2 separate regions of the Zea mays genome follow, and region 2 is linked to region 1. A link is a contact called in public Hi-C data. All regions are on one chromosome and are shown on one strand. The core of a region is the stretch at or near the end of the contact, and the rest is flanking DNA. Distances in the headings are between cores, read along the strand shown. Region 1 holds the start of LOC100192018. Region 2 holds the start of LOC100193007 (Tetratricopeptide repeat (TPR)-like superfamily protein).

Evidence for each region. Hi-C and Micro-C count contacts between places; a contact is called where the count stands out from the background.
Region 2: a contact with region 1 is called in a Hi-C map of ear, with 3 times the contacts expected there. The contact joins the promoter of LOC100193007 here to the promoter of LOC100192018 in region 1. A contact is called at or near these places in 2 of 25 Hi-C or Micro-C datasets (ear and leaf).

Annotation. Positions count from the first base shown.
Region 1 is chr7:31,365,418-31,372,591 of Zm-B73-REFERENCE-NAM-5.0, forward strand. It overlaps LOC100192018, which reads left to right and starts at 3,876. Exons shown (of 2, transcript NM_001367467.1): 1 at 3,876-4,928; 2 at 5,005-5,445. The coding sequence starts at 3,924. The coding sequence ends at 5,361.
Region 2 is chr7:31,523,826-31,530,999 of Zm-B73-REFERENCE-NAM-5.0, forward strand. It overlaps LOC100193007 (Tetratricopeptide repeat (TPR)-like superfamily protein), which reads left to right and starts at 2,525. Exons shown (of 16, transcript NM_001138175.1): 1 at 2,525-2,668; 2 at 2,990-3,130; 3 at 3,349-3,392. The coding sequence starts at 2,654. It also overlaps the pseudogene LOC103633809.

The sequences.
Region 1 (7,174 bases), core at 2,626-5,125:
TCCGTCCTTGGCTTGATCAGTTGTCTCCGAGCTACGCACCCGAGTATCACTTTTGCAATGTCCATCTTACTTGTGATTACCATTATCTATCATCATATAGTTCTTGGACCATCACATTTGTTCACTTGTGTTGAACCCTATTATCTTTACCTTAAGCACTTGTTCAACACTTAGTACACTTGTTAGTCCTTTAATTGAGTTGTCATCCAAACACCAAAACTCACAAGAGAGCTTTCAGTACCCCTAATTACGGTACCCGACAACCTTAATAATTGATTATGTACACATGGGTACTCGATTTTTAGCCTCGAGTTGTGGGATATGTGTCCTTAGTGGATGTGTTTGATTTTTTGGCAAAATTCAAAAGACCTTTAAGATCTTTATGCTAAACAATAAGAGGCTCGAGGCTATACATATTGGATGCACTTCGCAAGAAAGTAGACAACATTTGAAGAAAAAAAATTCAAGGAGTACTTCATGGATTCTCTCAAGAAGGTACTTGAATGTTTCTTTATTCTATACAATAATGACCTAGATATTCAAGAATACTTCAAAGTTCAACCATGAAGAGCTCAGGGTCTCGATGGACCAATATTTGAAGGGTTCCCCATATGACTTACTACTCGATAAAGAGATGAACATGCCCACGTTTTGCTGGGAAGACATACAACAAGGTGGCATGGTTTCTACGAAAACTAAACCAACATAGTATACTAAAGGAAACACAATCTCTACGATATGATTACGATTTTTCTGTTGTAGCAAACTAGGACTAGAATCATGCACGTGCCATCTGTACTATATAAAAGAGATAGAGATACTCACCTGGTAACATCTCTTATTATGCAATCCGATTTACAAGGCATATGGTATTATACTATTCAACAACTTGAACCAATCTAAATCTTTGTTTTGTGTTTACCACCAAATTTAGTTTTTCATCGAAGCCTACCAAACCTTATCCAAGTAACTCCTAGTAAGATTGTTGATCATCAAACACCAACATGTACATAGCAATCCTAACCATTAATCTAAATCTATTTCCAAGATCAATCCTCACATAAAAGATTTTGGAATTAGGACACATCCAACTCCACAACATTTGTAGTAAAAGCAACACAACACATATATAGTTACCAGAAATCAACAAACCACGGGGCGGTTTAAAGCCATCATGATTTAGCAATCCAATATCCAATCTAATGGACAACCAACTCTAGAATTGAACATAGTGCACGAATCAAATACAAACCCTAGCTAAGATCCACACGCAAACCTTCACAAGAAACGAGGTTCAAGATGAGGGCACATTGGCATACCTTGCATCTAGGGCCAATTCCCTGTATGCCACTGGAAAATATACTCATCCCTTGTATGCCATTGGCCCCACATGTCATAGACACCAAAAATTATACCTATATGCCACTCAGTGGCACACAAGGGATGAGTATAAAATCTGATGGCATACCAGGAATTTTCTCTTGCATCTAGCGTGGGACACAAGCTTCAACTGCAGAGAAAGATGATGTCGACGACTGGCAGCACACAATGGTGATGTGAAGGAGGTATCCACGCTCCATCGAACTGATTCGACACGCGAGAGAGATGAGTACTACGCCGCTTTGTGATGCTGAGGGTCGAGACAACTTCGTCTTTTCACATGTCACCTCCATGCTACCGGCATGCCATGAATGAAAAAAATATGTTTTTAGTAAAATTGTAAGATTTCTTCGATATGGTGGAGGAGAATTTGTATGAAATTTTGATACTGTGCTACTATTTGAACGTGTGACGTTCTTTAGAGTAAGGATGGATCTAGATATTTATTTGGATGTTTTATTTGATTGTGAATAAATAAATATATAATTTTCTATGCAAATTTGTATTCTTGTTTTTAGAATTGATCTTGTTAAGTAAAAAATAAATCTTATGTCTTCTCAAATAATAGATATATAATTTCGGATTTTTCACCTTTTTCGTTGTAGAGAGAAAATAATACATAAAAATTATACAACAAAATATTCTTACCTTTTTATAATATGCTTAAAAATATAACTAAAAATTATTCCTAAATTTTGTGTATATTTATTTTAAACTACTAAATTTGTCTTGTCAGATGCACTTTAGAGTGGCGAAAAAACATATAAAAGCCCTCGCCCAATCCGCTTCTTTCTTCACCAGATGGCGGACATTGCCCTTGCGAATCCAATCCCCTTTGTCACCGCCGACGACGATGAGGACCCCGATCTTAATCCTCAACCCCATAGACATATTCATCTTCTTTTACATGTAATTCATACAATACTCGATTCTCCTCATAGCTAGATTCTCATAAAAACTAATCGTAAAAAAGCTAAACCAAACAATCCCATAGTATTGAGCTGGTTAAGATTCATAAAAAGTAAACATCAAATTTATTATACGTTTTTCTCATATAATAGATATAAAATTCCATTTAGGCACATATAAGTTTCCACCCTTTCGTTGTATGGAGAAAATAATGCGTAATAATTATACAAAAATTATTATTATTATATGTTTAATAACATAACTAAAAATTAGCTCTAAATTATATATATCTATACTATACTTAAAACATCAGTTTCAACGGTCGTCACATGTCATCTTTTTACAAATAGCCCCTTACAGTTATTTCAAATTAATCCGCCGCACGCCTATAGATGGCCAAACGACGGCTCGACACGGGCCAAACGCCCGCGGGCCACAACTCTGGCTGAGGCATGTCATGCCGGCCTGCTGACTGTGCTGGGCAGCTCATTAGCCCGTCGACCCATTTGATAACATGGGCTTAAAATGTCGTCCAGCGTCATCTTTTTATAAATAACCCCTTACAGCTATTTCAAATTAATTCGTCGCACGCCTATAGATGGCCAAACGACGGTCCGGCACGGGCCAGACGTCCGTGGGCCACAACTCTGGCCCAGGCACGTCATGCCGGCCTGCTGACTGTGCTGAGCCAGCCCGTTAGCCCATCGACCCATTTGATTAAATGGGCGTAAAATGTTAAAAAATGGTGCAGGAGGTGGGGTTTGAACGCATGCCCTGATGAAAGAAGGACGAGAGATACTAGGTAAAGCTGTCAAACCAGTAGAACATCATGCTCAGATATTTTTAATATTAAATATAAATTATATATATATGTATATACGTTTTTGTAAAATAAAAAATATAATCGTGACGGACCGGACTAGCACTACGGGTCAAGGCTACAGCCCAAGCACGGCACGACGTTCTTGGCCCTTGCAAGCATTAGGTCGTTTCTGAGACCATATTGGTGCAATGGACTCTATGGTGTTTGATGTTACTGAATTGGATAGAGCAACAGTGATTTATCAGACTAACAGTAAAAATGAAAAGTTATTTGTTGTGTTAAATATTAGTAATTGTTACGAAGTAGCATAATTTATATGAAGCACATCCAGTTTTTATTGATGTCTGACTTTAGCAATCACTCTATATTTTGATCTATCTTTTTTATAAGTTTGAGTTCACGTGACTTATTTTAGAAACTTGAGCTTACAAATTTTCTCTTATTTGGTCTCTGTATGGTGGAATTATGTTATTTTATAATCTCTGTTCGTTCAGTCAGTCATTGTGAACTCTCTTCTAATCGCTCACTTTGTTGGTCGTGTTATACCAAGACATGTTGGATGGAGTAAATAATACATCAGTTAGCAAAATCAAAAAAATATTATACGAAAAGTAGAGACAATCAATAAAAATATTAAAATTTTTGATGGATAGTTTATATGGATATTGTTGTAATTCGTCGTAACGTACGGTCAATCGACTAGTTTATTTTGAATATTAAAGATGATTAGAATCCATCTGTACTTTAGAGTTTAGAGTGGCAAAAAAACATATGAAGGCCCTCTGCCAATTCGCTTCCTTTCTTCCGCAAAATGGCGGACAATGCCCTAGCAAATCCAATCCCCTCCGTCGCCGCCGCCCACGACGACGATGAGGACCCCGATCTTATCAGCCTCCTACCGGATTGCATCCTCGCCACCATCCTCTCCCTTCTCCCCCTCCCTGCCGCCGGGCGAACCCAAATCCTATCCCACCGCTGGCGCCGCCTATGGCCCTCCGCGCCACTCCACCTCCTCGACTCCCACCTCCCCGTCCCCACCTCCTCCCTCTGCGTTGCCATGTCCCGGATCCTCGCCTCCCACTGCGTCAGCGCTGTGAGGTTCCATATCCTCCTCGCCCGTCCCTCCGCCTCCGACCTCGACTCCTGGTTCCGCTCCCTCGCCGCCAAAAGCCTCCAGGAACTCGTCCTCCGGCTGCCCTCCGACGACACCCTTCGCCTCCCTCCATCATTCCTCTCCTTCCGGTCCCTCAGCACCGCGGAGCTCACCAACTGCCGCCTCCCCGAGGACGGCGAAGTCTATTTCCCGCACCTCGGCGAGCTGACCCTCCGCCTTGCCATCGCCCCATCCGCCGCCGCGCTCCATGGCCTCCTGATCGGCTGCCCCAAGCTTGGCAGCCTATCGCTCGACCGCGTCTTCGGCTGCCGGACCCTCCGCGTGCGGTCCTGGAGCCTCCGCAGCCTCACAGTGTCGGTCTCCCTGACGCCGTGGCGCGTCCAGGAGAGGGGCGCCATTGAGCTGGAGCATCTCGTCGTCGAGGATGCGCCCGCCCTGGAGAGGCTGCTGGCACACGACATCAACTGGGGCCCATCGATAAATGTAGCGCGTGCGCCGAGGCTGCAGATGCTCGGCTACCTTGGGATCGGTATCCCGGAGCTGCAGCTCGGCTCGGCGTTGTTTCGTTCCATGTGCGCTGTTAGACTGGCGGCGGACCTCCGGTCTGTGAGGACGCTGGCGCTGGAGATGTCAGATCCGCAGCTGAAGTTTGTGGCCGACTTCCTGATGTGTTTCCCCTGCTTGGAGACGCTCCATGTCACGGTACCTGAAATCGATTGTTTGTTCATATATCTGGTTAAAGCTTGTGCTCATGAATTTTGCTATTGTTGTGTTGCAGTCTCACATGGTTATTCCTCAGGGCATGAGAATATTGAATTATGAGATGGGTGATGATCGCATAGAGTGCCTCAGCCATCACCTCAAGAAAGTAGTGCTGAAAGGTTACTTGGGGCGAAAGCATGAGATGCAGCTTGCCATTTCCCTTGTTCGTCATGCTAGGGTTCTACAGGTTTTCAAATTCTTGTGTGAAAATGAGTGCAACAGCAAATGGGTGACAAACCAGAAAAGACAGTTACAGGTGGACAGCCGGGCATCTTTGCTGGCTCAATTTGTTTTTGAGAAATTCAGCAAGGGCTACATCAGGTTTTCGAAGTCAGCAAGTAACATATCTTTAGTTGATCCATTTGATACTTAATAACCCTGAACTATTAAATAAATGTTCTCTCTATTTTCATGCCATTAATTTAATCACAGATAGAAAATGGGATCCTTTTCTGATTGGACTTGTCTGAAACTTGCATGGATTCTCTTTGAGACATGATTTACCTGAACGAAGCAGATCTTGCTGGGTAGTTATGCTACCATTTTCTGTCTTATGGGCATGCATATGCTTCAGCTAAGATGTGTGAGAAGAGAACCTGTAGCCAGGGGCGGAGGGGCATAATCCCATTATGGCCCAAGCCATACAAAAAAAAACCAGGTCCGGCCTAGCTTCTCTAAACCCTAATCAGTCAGCCCTAATCAGTCAGCCGGCCGCCGTCCACTCAGCCGGTCGAGCGCTCGAGCCGAGCGCCGAGGGCACGAGCAGCCGACACCGCCTAGCAGGCGGGCCGCTCCACCTCCGTGCCTCTGTCGATCGTCCGCTCGGCCGCCGTCCACCCGTCCGGCGAGCGCCCGACGACCCGAGCAGCTCCGCGCCTCCGGCCTCCGTCCGTCGTCTGCTCGGGCTCGGACCGAGCCTCTCCGCGCCTCCGCTGCTCAAGTGCTTCGCCCGTCGTCCGTTGTTCGCTCGGGCTCGGACCGAGCCGCTCCGCGACTCCGGCGCGCCGTTCGCCTGTCCGCTGAGCGGCTGACGGCCCGAGAAGGCGAGTAGGAGCAGCTTCGCGCCTCCGCCCGTCGTCCGCTTGGCCCGAGCACGCGCCGATCACGCGCCTTCCGCTTCCAGGTTCCAGCCACCGAGCATGCGCAGCACGCGTCGAGGCCTTCCGCTTCTTTGTTTGAACGTTGATTGTTTGAATGTTGATGTTTGTCACCATGGTTTAAAAGGCGGCTAGGCGGAACTAGGCGCCCAGCCACCGCCTGACCGCCTAGGCGACTTAGGCGGGCGCCTAGGCGACGCCTTAGTAGCTGTTACAAACAGCTGTTACAAAATACCAAGTAACCAAACCAGGGAAAGCAGGGGAAGATGAACATCATTTTTGGGTGTTGACACCTGAGAGGAAGCAGGGGAGGACCTACCAGTGAGGGACGCCAGGGAAGGGGAGCAGCCGGCCAGCCGCGCGCCCAGCGAGCAGCAGCCGCGAGCAAGCGAGGAGCAGCCGCGAGCGGCGAGCAGCTTTGGCATGCCGCGAGCAGCAGCCGCGTGCAGGGCGCGCGCAGGGAGGAGCAGCCGCGTGCAGGGCGCGCACAGGGAGGAAGAGCCGCGCGCACAGGAAGAAAGGGGATAGAATAGCCGCGCGCACAGGAAGAGTCGCGCGCACAGGAACAGCCGCCAGCCGCGCGCACAGGAGAACGCGCGCCAATTTACAGGCGGGCACCAAAATCTAGCGCCAAAAAAACCCTAGGTTAGGCGTCGCCCAGGGGGAGAAAGGCATCGCCCAGACGCCTACCACGCCTAGGCGGACGCCTACCGCGCCTAGGCGGACGCCATACTCGATCTTCCCTGGGCAGCGCGGACAACTAGCAACATTTGACGCCTGGACGCCTAGGCGTCGCCTAGGCGACGCCTTTTAAACAATGTTTGTCACAAACTTGCAGGTAATAATTATGCCAAATCAAAGGGAAAGAGGATGAAGTCGCACATTTGTAGATTTAAAAAGCTATTTTAGTCGGGCTTCTAGTAGTACAAACCCAAGTACTCATGGGAGTGGAGTTGGCCAAGAGGTGGACAATGAAGAAGTCCAATATGAACAAGATGTCATTGGAACAGGTAGTACAGTCAATGAGTTTCATATGGATCATATTATCTCTGATCCTAGTATTCGCATTCCAGTTGATCAATTTGCTCC
Region 2 (7,174 bases), core at 1,275-3,774, 160 kb after region 1:
GAAGCATTCCCCTATTGTATTCAGTTGTGAATGTTTATGTTGTTTTAAGTCCCAACAAGGATATCTCAAATGTTTAGGGTTGTTATGCTGGCCTTAAATGATCTTCAGTACTAAGTTTAGCCATGTGTTTTGCAAGCTGCTCATAACATGGAATGGTTTTACATTCTAGGATTTCTATTGCTTGCAGGTAGGTTACTGACTCCACTTGTTTGTGAATACTTGGAGTGACCACAACTAAGTCACACAATGAAACTTTACTTTCCAGAGTGTAACCTGGTAACTGGTGACCATTCATAATATTTCGTTTTTACATTTTGGATATCAATAACCATTAATATGTTTCCCTGTTTTGTTTGTAAATCAGCCGGACTTCTGATACAATGAACTGAAAGATTTCTCTAACAAAAGTGGAGCTGTGGGGAGCAAGAGTGCTGAAAGTGGTCCAATGTTTTTAGATGTTCTCGAATGTTATCTGAAATATGAGGTTTATCTCTTGCTTGATCAACAATAGAAGCAAAAAATCATCCTTTTGTTTATTTATGTTTCCCAATATAAAGAAAAAAGGGGAAATATTTTGGTGTAGTGTGTCCAATTCTTTTGTCCCTAGAAAACTATGTAGTCGCCTATAGCAGGCGCTATAGTCAGTTTTAGCTATTTTAGACACCACTACTATTTGTACACACATTTCTATTAGCCTATTTTAGCCTGCTATATCCATGTATGAGCCTTATGGGAACTCTACAACTACTATGGATCCTCTTATACATTGTGTTCGACATGCAGACAAGGTAGTATATTGAGTTGGACCAATAATCCTTCATATTTATTTATGTGAATTATGTTGTACTGGTGTCCTGTCCTTTTGTTTGTGCTTTATAATTTGTAATTCCTAGCTGCTGATATGGTCTGATGGATGGGAGGTGGCTAAAATCGTTCAGATAAGTGTCAATTTGTTGTTTTCTATTTTTATGAATGGTTTTCTATTTCAACATTAGTCAATCCTCCCATTGGAGTCTTGCTTAATGCCTTGATCTGATTTGGACTTTTAGGAGCAAAAGATTAGTCTTGATTGATGTGTTGCGATTAATTTCTACAAATTTCTTATTACTGACAAGTAAGGAGGGTTGACATGCCTTTCCCTGGGATAAATCTGTTAATTTATTTTAGATGAGGAATTTATTTAGACAATTACAGTAGTTGGATCAAAACTTCAATGAAACTTAATGCAGATGTGCATTGAATATTTCACATTGGGTGAACAAATTTGATCACTCATTTTTCCTACTACGACAGGTCGACCACCTGTAGAAGAGATTATGGCATCCCGAAAAGCTGCAGTAAGTTGTCCTTCTGATCATCAACTCACTTCCTCTGCTTGAAGCTTTGTATGGATCAGTAATCATACTGGTTGCGAGTGAACATTTTAGCAGCTTCAGTTTACTGACTGTTTTGTCCATCCGCAGGGCGGATGTAAAGATGATAAAGTATGCAAGATGTGAGCATCAAAAACATTCTACTGTACTATGTACCACACCTCTATTCATGCTTAGATAGGCTCATAAACATAGTTTTAACACTCAAATGATCGCACTGGTATGTTTTGTTTATCTACTACAGCTCAAGACTGTGACTAAATTTCAACGGATTAAGGTGGATAGCGTCAGATTTGAAGATGAGAAGCTTCAGGATACCTCGTATTGGGCTAACATTACCAATCCCATGGCACCGTTACCATTCCATGTTTCTAATGCACTGAGGGTATGAGGCCACGCTTTTGTATGTGCCTACCGCCAAGACACCTTGAGCTACACATGTGGTTTGTTATTATCTTGAAAGCGTATTTGTGTCAATACTATAACCTTAATATGCTTGTTTGATCTATATTTTTTCTGCCATCAAGAATGAGGCAATTAGATAAGGATATATGTTAGCTTTGTCAGTATTGTCTGAGTCTTTAAGCGTAGCAGTAAAAGTTTTGGCACACCATTGTTTTAGTTATTATGATCTGAGCAACCCGTTTTATATAGGGAGCTCGTGGCAAATGCATCCTCACAATAGGACGATGGAGCTCAAGGCGTCAAGTGGTGGCTCGCTCGGACTCGCGTCCTCTGCAACAAGGCACTGTTCCCCATGAGGGTTCCCATTACCATTGCGCTCGCGTCGCCTGTCACTAGGGCTCTGAGCCATTAGAGGCTCGTCAATTTATATAAATTTATGTTCCGTTGCAATGTACGAGCACATACCTATAAGATATTAAGATCGAAGATAATATATATATTGTTTGTTTTCATGTATTACCTAACACTGTCTAGATGTACATAAATTACTACGATATTATATGTCCCCGTTGCAACGCACGGGCACTCACCTAGTCATATTTATATTCTTTCAACCGAACATAAAATTGGATTTAAAGGGTATTATAAAAATAAAAAGGAATACCTCAGAATACCCTTCATCTTTTTTTGTTCGAACGCATTATCCCGTTCGTTCATTGTGTACTACTGGATTCTCACACCGCAGCATCCGTTCACGTGTCTTCACCCCGAGTGCTGTCTCTCTCCTTCCTCTCTGCTACGGCTGGGTGAGGCGGGGGGCTACTGCCGCCGCCTAACGCCAGGTTCCGAGGCCTTCGTCGGTCTATTTGCCGGCGATGAACATCCACCAGGTAATCCCCTCCTTCTGTTCCCTTCCCGCTGTGTGAAACCGAGCACCCAAACCCTATCATAGAGCTATTTGCTAGTATTTGATGCCTGCCAACTTCCAACTTTTGGCAAAAATTTATATGTGTACACCCATGTTCTTTTACTGCGGCTGCCCCTCCTCCTGAATGGAGGGGCAGAAATTTGTTGCAACTCTTGATTATAAGTATTTTGCATAAATTAGAAATGATAACAATGGTTGATATCTTTGAGCCTTTTGATTTTTGGGACCGTTACTTTATTCAGAGGATACGTTCATCATGGAAGAAAATTTGACTATGTTGTAGGGATGGTTGCAACAATTTGGGCATAGCGTTGGTATCAGTGGTTCGAAGATGGTTCTCCATATGACCCACAATGTATTCAGTTTTCGATGCTTTGCTGCCAATGGGCGTGGCTTCAGTGCGGATTCTACCAATAAGAGAAAAGTATGTAGACTCAATGCTCCATTTCCCTCCCTACTTCTATCTGCAGCACATGTTTTGCAAGGACTAGTGTTAGAAGGAAATGGAGTCATCTTCTAACGGGCATATTCCTAATTATGAAGTTGTACGTCTTGTTCAGTGATTAGGAAAGCCAGATCACACTATATATATGAAGAAATTGGAGTCACTGATGGTCTATTATGTCTTCGCTTTTCTCCCAGATTAAAAGCAAGAAGAGGCGAAAGGATGTTGCACTGGAATCAAGGTACTCTCCTTGCACATTGTACTATTATAAGTTTTATTCTCTTCACACTAGAAGCAAGGTATATTCTTATCAGGAACTTTTGGTGACTGGCACGTTTTTTTAAATGGCATCTCTTATATTTTTCAAGAGTTATAGTTGGTTTCAAGATACAAGCTTGTAACAGAAGATACTCAATTCCTAGAGTCACATTCTAACAGTAAACTTTTATGCAAAGTCTAAACTTGTTTATCATTACTTGGTGATCCAGTGTAAGAACATTTGAATAGAGCTTCTGTTTCTGAGTTTTTCCCATTTTTGGTTATTAATTACTAAATGGAGTCACATTGGAAAAAAGAAGGAATTATACTAAAGGGAAGTTTAGGATGTGTTTGGTTTAAGGAATGAAGTGATCCATCTTCTTCTTACTCCTCACTTTTTTATTTGGTTTGTGGAATAGAATGAGTTGATCCATCACCACCACATTCCTTATAAGCTAATAATTAGTATATACATGAGGAGTGAGTTAATTCCACCAAAATTGATGGAATGAACTTATAATGCATCACCTGATAAGTTGTTTTCAGATGAGTTAAGGTGTACTTCCAACATAAGTTGCTACCAAGGTAGAAGAAAACATGTGAATATATGTGCTATGGTATGAATTAGGGTTAATATTTTCGGTTTGTTATAAAGTAGATGTAAGACAGATTTTAATTATAGGCTACCTCCAATATAAAGATGGCATTGGCAACAACTTGTTTTCAGATTGCTGGTGAAGATTTATATAAATCTAGTTTCCCATCTCAATTTGTTTCTCCCATGTATAGTCACCTTATCTCCTCTCCTACTAGTTGAATCTGCAGGACAATCCTCTTGGTGGTTTGTCCCATGATGATCTAGGAATCATCATCCTGGACTTTGGATTTTTAGAGCCTGGCAACCTTTAATTTAATTCTATGATATTAAATTATTGCACCCTTGTGTTCCTTTTTGGCAATCCAATAATTAATTTACTAAACTATTTGGATTCAGAAAAAAAATCTGAAGATGCTAGTAAGTCCTGTTAGAATGAATCTCTCTTTTTTCTATATTAGACTGATTGTGCATATCTCTCCTTTCACCTGTGTGTGATTGATCCTTTCCATAGTAGAGATATCCTTTCCTTAGTAGAGTTGATTGCCTTCTCAGGCAGGGTGCACCGGCCCTAGGTGTCTTGGCTCTCAAGGGTCCTACCCTATATATATGTAATATTGCACTTGCCTATCAATGAACTACTGATTCTACTCCTTCCTGTCTTCTAACATGGTAATCAGAGCCATTCCTACCTTTTGCTTCCGCCCCGGCCGCTGCTCCTTCTAGCCGCCTCCCTCCTAGCCCCACACCGGCCACCCATCACCCTCCCCATTGTCGCCCTTCGTCCCCCTCCCCATGGGCGACAACCTTCTTCCCCCTGAAGAGCAGGCATGCCAGGAGAAAGAGGAGGCCGACCTCCTTCAAGCCTGGATTGCCCTGGAAAATCAGTTCCTCGGGAACTAGGAGACGCAGGCTCTTCATCTTAACGCCCAGTTCTGCAACTTCATTCAAGGAGATCTATCGATCAGACAGTACTGCCGCAAGATGAAAGGCAACTTCGTTCAAGGAGATCTATCGATCAGAGAGTACTACCGTAAGATGAAAGGCTTTTCTGATGCTCTTGCTGATCTCAACACTCCGGTCAATGATCGGATCCTTGTCCTTGCACTTCTCCATGGCCTCAACCTGCGATATGAGAACCTTTGCACGATCATCACCTGCTCCGCCCCTTTCCCGTCCTTCAAGAAGGTCTGTGATGACCTTATTCTGGAGGAACTCATGGGGGGACCGGACTCCGTGGCGCCGACTCTCTACAGCACCAAGATGCCTGCGACTACTACACTGCCGGCCACTTCTTCCTCTTTGTCGTGCTCCTCTACCCACACTGGCCACTCTAGAGCCAATACCAGCAGTGGTGGTTCCCATGGTGGTGCTGGCTGCCACAACCGCAACCGTCGCCATGGACGGGGCTGCGGTGGCGGCCGTAGTGGTGCTCCCTGGCCGTCCTTCTTCAATCCATGGACGACCACCATCCAAATGTGGCCTGACACCCTCTCTGGTGGATAGCAGCCGCGCTCGAGGCAACTCCCTCTGCGCCCCTTCCTCAGGCCTTACTGACGGCCCTGGACTTTATGGTCCCCCTGCTGGCCTTCTTGGGCGTCCTCTTCAACACGCACCCTTCACCTCTACCGCACCAGGTGGCGCCTCCTCCCCAAGCAGCATATCCAAACCAGGATCCGATTCCTTCCAACTGGACTCCTTGGACTAGCTCATGGGATCAACAGCAGCCGACCAGTACCTTCAACACCATGATGTTGCAGCCTCCCCTCGCCATCACCGACTGGATCCCCGACTCTGGGGCCTCCAACCACACCACCCTGACGTCCGGTAACATTTCTACTTTAAATCCTCCCGATTCCACAACCCCTTCTTCTATAATTGTAGGTAACGACACCACTCTTCCTGTTACCTCAATAGGTGATACGGTTTTCCCGACCCCTTTTACCTTAATAACATTCTTTGTGCTCCCCACATAGTTCAAAATCTTTCTTTCTATTCATCGCTATACTACTGACAATACTTGTTCCATGGAATTTGATCATTTTGGTGTTTCTGTGAAGGACCTCACCTCTCGGAGAGAGATCATTAGCAATAGTGCTGGTACCTCTCGGAGGGAGATCATTAGGTGCAATAGTGCTGGTCCACTCCACCATTCGGTTTCCAGACCTGCTTACCACTCCCTCCCACACCTTGACGATTGTCTCTGGTTCTACGTGGCATCGACGTCTTGGACACCCCGGCCTTGATGTCCTCGCCAAACTTCGCAGCATCACCGCAATAAGCTGTCTTCGCAACACTCCCGATTTCTTGTCAGTTAGGCCGTCACGGTAGACTTCCTTTTGCTAGTTCATCTTCCTGCACCACACAATCGTTTGAAATAATACATTGTGATATGTGGACATCTCCTGTATCCAGTGTCTGGTTATAAATATTACTTAGTACTTCTTGATGATTTCACCCATTACTTATGGACGTTTCCTCTTTGCCTGAAATCTGACACCGTCACTGTCACTTCTTTTTTGTGTGGAGTCGACGGTGCTCGCCATAACTGTGGAGACGGCGATTGAGGAGACCACCGTCATGTTCTGGCATCTCTGACACCAGATTGTTGTGGTGACGACCGGGGTTGTAGGGCGCAAGCCAGATTGTTGTGGGCAGTGGTTAGGGTTGAGGGAGCGCAAGGTGGTTGGCCAGGGCCTTGCCCATGGTCGAGCAAGAGAGAAGAGTTTTCCTTCTTAATTCTTGCTTGATTAGATTGACACATCTCCTCTCCTTATACAGAGAGGCTTAATTAACCCCTAAGGAAATACCCTAATCGAATCAATCTAACTTATCTCTTTCCTTATCCTAACTAACCAAATCAATCTAACTTATCAATTTCCTTATCCTAACTCTATCAATCTAACTTATCTCTTTTCTTATCCTAACAAACCAAACCAATCTAATATCTCTTTCCTAACAAACCAATCCAATCTGTCCGGCACTATACTTGCCATAACAAAAGCAATACTTTTTTTTTCTCGAATGTGCAAGAGAGCTGTGCATCATTATATTAGAAGAAAAACAAGGTCCCAAAAAGACCGATACAGAAAAAAGTAGAAGCCCCCTCATGGCGGCCAAAACTGAAAATACATAAAAGGATCCATCCCCAAATAAAACCTAAAATCTAA